2 separate regions of the Columba livia genome follow, and region 1 is linked to region 2. The links are chromatin contacts, called in public Hi-C maps. All regions are on one chromosome and are shown on one strand. The core of a region is the stretch at or near the end of the contact, and the rest is flanking DNA. Distances in the headings are between cores, read along the strand shown.

Region 1 (3,523 bases), core at 686-3,185, 140 kb before region 2:
GTAGTGATCTCAGGTCTGCAGCATTTCCATGTATGAGACGCCCCTGGGAAGTCAACAGGACTAGTCTTGTAAGCAAATACTTGCCCATTTGGAGAAAATAACAAGAATAGCAAGTGTCACGTTAGGTTTCCCACACAGGCTATCCTGGAATAACTGCTTTGGGTAGGGAATCTTGCTGAATAGAAATGATTTTATTCCAGAATAGTGACTTTTTTCTGGAAACACACTAGTTCTTCTACAACAGTATCTGTCTGCCATTGCCATTTTTGTTAGTTTCCCCCAACAGCCAGGCCCAGCCTTTGCCCTGTGAGCCCTGTGCTAGCTGGGACTGAAGCTGCCCATCTGGGCTCAAGCATTTCTTTCACTTGGTGTGGACAAAGGCAAATTTTTGAACCATTCATTTTTGGGATTGCTTTCATAACGATGGAGGCTTTTGTTCTTTTTTTTTTTTGGTCCATGAATAGTCAGTAGTCTTTCCTGAGTTGATTTTAAAATTTTTTTCTAATGATTTCCAGACACTGATTGGAGATGCTACTTTCATTTTTGTGATTATTACCTATACAAACAGCTTTGATTCCACTCACATTTGCTGTCTGTGCAGTACTGCTTTTGCAGACTTTGAAACAAGAGCTGAGGCCCCTCTGTTCCCACAGTGAGATCCACAAAGCAAGGACCCCGTCTTAGCTCCCCCTCAGAGCCCCATGGAGTATCTCCAGCTTCCAAAAGAAAGACTTCAGCACATCAGGCATCCTCTCACCTATGTGGGGACCAGCAGATGAGTTATGGGCTTCCTTGTCAGCAGGTTCAGGTCTTTTTTTTCAGAACCAGTCAAACCAAGGCTTGAAATGGCACGTGAACCAAGATCTTCAGCCAAAATCTTTGCAGAGGAATATTCAACAATCAAATACAGTATCATTTCTGTGCCAATGAATGTGCCACATGTGAGTGGATGTAAATATGAGTCAGAAAAACTGTCCAAATAAATGTCATCATTAGCTTCTGCTAGGAATAGAGGCTTCTCTAAGCATTCAGGTGTAATGCCAAGTTCTTGGGAAATAATAATTCAATCAAACCAGTAAGTCAACAAAAAGCATACCACATACTTGGATTGCATATCTGGGTGTACGTTCATTAACTTTGTTACATATTTATACTAGCTGAGATTTTTTTTTTTTTCATGTGGAGCAAATAAATTTATAGGAAAATAATAAGTATGTTTCAGACAAGTTCACCAGAAGGTGATGGGTAAAGACCATTTGCAATCTTAGCTTAAAGTGAATCAGAAAAATATTATGAACAGAAGAGTCATTGAAAGCCTGCACATTTGACAAACCTCTCTGCAGCAGGATTTGTTTTGTTTTCAGTTCATGCCCAGCGGCTGAAAATCAAACACAAATGCCAAAGGTTCACCCAGTTCTTTGGTCTGCTGCTTTTTTTTCTTTTACTTTTTTTTTTTTTTAATTCCCGAACAGTAAAAAAAAAAAAGACAAAAAGAAAGGGAATAGTTTTCAGAAAATGCTCTGTGAGCATACACAACACTTTTCAGTCATATATTTTTTCTTCAGACATCTGAAGCTTTTCTCCCTCATAGGATGTCATTAGCATATAATTAAGGTGCCAGATCTGTGACATTTTCCTGTATGCTTAATGGGGTGAGTTCTTGAGGTTTCTTGGGAGTTTTTTTTTCCCCAAACAGAGGTCAAACAGTTAACTAGTCATTCCTTTCCTCCTTCTATTTATATGCCATGCAAGGAGCAGGATGTAGTAACATTCTCTTGTGGTTGACCATAAGGAAAATATTCCATTTCTCTTTGGAGGAAATCCTCAACAGGCCCCCACAGCAGTACTTCATTTCTGGCTTTTTGGGGGAAACCTCTCTGTGTGTCCTCCATACCAGGCACAGCAGCAGAGGAAACCACTGTCTGCTGGCAAAAGCCTTCCTTCCCTTCTCTCCTACCGCATACCTCTGCTTTCTGTCACACTGTATCATAATTCATCCTAGAACCATAGAATCACAGAACAGTCTGTGTTGGAAGGGACCTTCAAAGGTCATCTAGTCCAACCCCCTGCAGTGAGCAGGGACATCTGCAAATAGATCAGGTTGCTCAGAGCCCCATCCGGCTTGGCCTGGAATGTCTCCAGGGATGGGGCATCTACCACCTCTCTGGGCAACCTGGGCCAGTGTTTCACCTCATTATAAAAAATTTCTTCCTCATGTCTAGCCTGAATCTCCCCTCTTTTAGTTTAAAACTGTTATCCCTTGTTCTATCGCAATAGGCCTTTCTAAAAAGTCTGTCCCTATCTTTATTATAGTCCCCTTTTAAGTACTGAAAGGCCACAATAAGGTTTCCCTGGAGCCTTCTCCAGGCTGAACAACCCCAACTCTCCCCAAAGCAAATGCTGTACCTTCTCCTGAAATCCGTGACCTCACCCTGCGGACCACAGTGGTGTGTGACCCCTGTCCAGGAATCTAAGCCAAGAGCTAATAAACAGGAATGATACAGACTTTGCAATGGCACCTGAAATTTTTCACATGTTTCTCTTAGAGACCTGGCAGGACTGTGTCAATGCCCTGACCCTTCTCTAAGTACCTCTATGCCCAGGGCATGTAAACAAAAGAGACCTGGAAGGCCTCCATAGAGGCTGCTCATTCACAGAGTGCCTGTGGGGAGCAGGGGATGCTGTGGAGCAATCCAGCTGTAAAAGCAATTATGGCTGCTTTCCCCAGCAAAGGAGCTCAGGGGTTGAGCCCCAGCCCCTCTTCAGCTGCAGACAAAAAGAAGAGAAAATAAACTCTTTGAGTCTCAAGTACCTTTTCACCACGTGGAGAGGAAACATCCCATGGATTTTGTTTTTCCTTTCAAGCAGTCAGCATCCCATCCTTTTGAAATCTTTGTGTTGGGGTGCTGGTCTCCACCTCCACTCAGCACTGCACAGGGGGCTTTTTTCCTGGGAAGAACCAGGGGGAGAAAGAATAGAAAATATTACTGATTTTTAAAGAGACACAACTTTCCCCGGGAACAGGTGAATGTGTCTTGAGATCACAGACTCCAGGCTGCCCAGCAATTGAAGCTCTTCTGCTCTTCCCCTTCCAAGATGCTCTTTGAGGTCTGTGTCCATCCTTTCCTATTAGCTAAAGTCCGTGGCATTGCAAGACAGGTGACGTTCTTCTGGCTTGGAATCTCGGGTGGCAGCAAGGACACAGGACAGAGGCATCTGTGTATAAAAACGGAGCAATTTGCTGTTGTAGAATCTTTAATGAATTTCGTGTGAACAGCACTGCCCACAGGTACCTTGACCCTGTTTTCGGGTAGACGTTTCCGAATTGGAGAGAAAGTCTCAATCTTGTTGCTGGGCACTTAAATGTCAGCAGATCAACTTAATTAATGGTCTCACCCCTTCAAGTCAAATTCTGCCCTATGTAGCTTAGGACGTGTCTCTGACAAACCTGTCTGCTTCAGCCTCTGAAGTCCTTCCCACACAGGCTCTGTGCTTTAGCCTTGGTCCTTATGGAGTAAGAGAA
Region 2 (3,516 bases), core at 618-3,117:
TTACAGGTGAATACTCTGGCATACATTCAGGACCTGGCATAGTGACATTAGCTTAATAGTAAATGAATTACATTTTAAATTATGAAACTTGTTTTTGTGATTTTTCCTAAATCGGACTTGGTATCTGAAATCTCTAACAATTCACAATTAGCATAAAAATCTATATGGGACTATTCTTAACTCACAAAAAGAAAGGGGTGCACAGCCTTCTGCAAACATGAAAATAAGTGTGGGGCCAATTCCCAGTTTCTTTATTTATGAGATTCACATTTTAATAGGACAGCCCATGCAAGTGAAAAGGCAAAGATGTGGCTTTTGATCCTTGGTTCCAGAGCTCTGCAAACGCCAAAAGGCCAAAGCAGGTGCAGAGGATGAGCGGTGGAAGCAGAAACAACATGCGGAAGGATGTGATGCTGCTGCAGGGGAAGCAGGCGGCCACGCTGAGCGTAGGAGAATGGAGGGATGACTTGCAGGATCACATCCAATTTCAAGTGGAAACAGATGATTCTGCAGAGTCAGAGCTTTTCGCTTGGAACACAGTGTGATCCCTTTGTGATCTAGGCTACTTTCTAACAAGTTGTTGACATCTGATCCCACCAGACTTTGCATCTATGGCAAAAGCCACCATGAATTAATTAGTACTTGTTTCCCACCCTCCGTTTAGTCCACTGATACTTCAATCAACAGGTATTTCAGCTTGATGCCAGACTTGCAGTTTTTTTCCTTTGTGTGCCTAAAACAAGGACTAATTTAACGGACCTCAAAAAAAAAGGGGGGGGGGGGGGAAGAAATGCATTTGTTACCTTGAAATTCTTTCAGTGTTAATGAGGACTTTCTGTCACATGGGCCTCTCCTATTTTCTGATGCAGTGTTGATTTAATCCTGAGCATATATATGTCAGTCTGTTGTCATGGAGGTAGTTGTGATATACTTTCTTTGCAGGATCAAGAACAGATGGCCTGGGAGAGATCAATTTCTCACTCAAGCATGAAGAACCTTCATAGCACAGTTACCAAAATCTGAGGGATTTATTTATTTCAGTAAATTTATTTATTGTAAAACGCCTGTAAGGTAAAAAGATTTTGTTTAATTTCCCTGTAAAAGTCTGGACGCATGTATATTGTTTAAAAACCCAGATACATACCAGGCTGCCCACTGTTCATCTCGCACAGACTCCCATAGGACAAGTTAACCATGAGCCTCCCTGACAGACCCTCAGGCAAAAATTTGGGAAAACAGATGGGCCTTACATTGTGCCCTGAAGGTCAATGGACATTGGCTCTGCTAGGCCACTGGGAGAAGTAAATTCCTGAGCTGAGGACGTTTCACAAAGCAAGCAGAGCTTACACTCTCCAGATGTTCAAATTCAGGGTGTGTCAGCAAAAGCTCTCTGGCTGGTCTCAGCTGTCAAGATAGTGCTTAGAGCAGGAGAAGAGGAAATTCCTCAGGCAGCCTCAGTCCAAGCTACGCTGTTTCACTGCTCCAGACTGGTGGTCTTGGGATTCACAGCATCAGAATCGATGCAGGAGCCAATGCCTGGAAACAAACACGGTATGCAAGGACTCTGTATTTCAGAAGAAACCTCTCTCTCGATAGTGCAGCTCATACACGATTTTCTTGTGTAAGTATTTAATAAATTACCTGAAAGTTTCCTGCAGTATGAATTTTTTTTAATCTCTTTTGGTCAACCATACTGTTTTGGTTTTCCTTCCAAAAGCTTGGGGATGCACTGTGCAAAGCCTTCCTTCCAAAGCTCGTTGGCATCCCACTTGTGTTTTAGTCCACAGCCGAATCTCTCAACGTTGCACGGTTCCCTTTCTGCACAGCTACATATCGACCTCAAATCCCAGCTTCTGTCTCGGGCGTCTGAGACTGCCACGCTGTGGCCGCAAGCAGCAGCTCCTCCAGAAGCCACCACCAACTTCCTCATGGGGAACTTGGCCAAAACCAGCCTATCTGAATGATGCTCACTGCATATTCAATGATGCTCACTGCATATGATGCTCACATCTGATCCCCTTTTTTTGTTTTTCTCCAGGTTATTTTTGCTTGCTTGCTTATTTTTCAGTTTCATCAGTATTACTGATGATTTACACTATTTGCCCATATCTCCAACTCCCACACCCCCAAAAAAAAAAAAAAAAAAAGAAAAGGTTGGTGAAATAATCTTTTCCACAAAATTTTGTTGTCCTTTCTCTTACTGGTGCTTGCAGTACTGAGATGCGTCTCTTGCCCTGAGCTCCCACTTGGGCTGCTGCTTTGGTCATTCAGGCTCTGGCTCCAGTGATGGCAGGGGAGGATTTGCTTCAAGCACTTAGAGAGAGAGATTATAGGGGTTGGCCAGCATTAGCAGAAGGAAAGTTGCCCAAACTGCTGAAGCAGCTTGGCAGGCTACCAAGCTCGGCAGAAAACAGCTTCAGCAGTGGCCTGCCTGGCAGCCATCACTGTAGCTGCTTCAGCAAGACACGGTGCTCAGCAGCTGGTACTGCACAACACTCCCCTGCTGCAACAATGGCATCTGGATAAAGCACCTAAGGTGCCCTGGATCTCGCACCACCACCAGATGCATTTTTCATACCCCTCGACAACAGGCAGCCGGCTCCACCACCAGATGAGGGATGTCCAAACCATCTTCATAATCCTGGGCACCCCTGCTGAGGTCCTGAGCTCTTGAATCTCAAGTGTACTGAGACAAAAGCCCCGAACATCAAGTGTGCTGAGATAAGAATTTTGGAGAGGGTTTTGTATGGCTCCAGCCTTGTCTCCACATGAAGATCCTGAAGCTGCAGACTAAATCCAGCCTCCCAACACCACCGTGAAGGCTGGCATTTGCACTCCTGTCTGATTCTTTAGCCAGCTCACCTGCAGAGCCAGCAATAGGGAGGCCCTCATTCAGTAATGCTCATTCAAGCATCCAAAAAGTCATTACTCACAACTACAAAAATCATGAAGCCACCTTGAAAATAAGTTTTAGCTCTTTTCATCTTCCCCTTCTGGTTTCTGTTTCATTGTTGTTGTTTTTGTTTTGTTTTGTTTGTTTGTTTGTTTTTAACTTAGTGTTGTACAGGTCATTTAGTGTAGCCCTAAGCATATGTGATCTCTCAAACCTTTGTTTACACAGGTAAATCATGCCCAAATGAACACTCCTGTTTAACAAAATCAGACTAGTCCTAGTGAGGAAGTTTTACAAATTAGGCCTTAAATGTGTACAGAACAACCAAATCAATTTTGGGTGTAGAAACTGTTATTTACACATTTTCTGCACAGAGCTTCCAATCAACACATTCTTGTAAGTCCTTCAATGGAATACTGGAAGCCAGTTCCTGCTAGGTCCAAATAAAGCTTTTAGATTTTTTTATTAGTAGACTTTCTAGAGAAACTGAAAAAACAAAAGTAAATATAAAAAAAACCCACAAAACCATGCCCCCCCCAAACAAACAAACAAACAAAACAACAACCCACACAGTTCTGGGTTTGTGTATTTACATCATTACAGCATCACTCAGAGATGTGATT

What was found. A called contact is a pair of places that touch in the nucleus more often than the background predicts.
Region 1: a contact with region 2 is called in a Hi-C map of crop, with 5 times the contacts expected there. The contact joins two enhancer-like sites. A contact is called at or near these places in 2 of 2 Hi-C or Micro-C datasets (crop and liver).

What each region holds. Positions count from the first base shown.
Region 1 is chr1:91,313,898-91,317,420 of bColLiv1.pat.W.v2, reverse strand. No RefSeq gene overlaps it. Among named protein-coding and RNA genes, the nearest start is that of MIS18A, 26 kb to the left of the region's middle. Within about 2 kb of position 1,935, at least 1 of the 3 cell types and tissues checked has an H3K27ac peak away from gene starts, as active enhancers do.
Region 2 is chr1:91,171,487-91,175,002 of bColLiv1.pat.W.v2, reverse strand. No RefSeq gene overlaps it. Among named protein-coding and RNA genes, the nearest start is that of HUNK, 12 kb to the left of the region's middle. Within about 2 kb of position 1,867, at least 2 of the 3 cell types and tissues checked have an H3K27ac peak away from gene starts, as active enhancers do.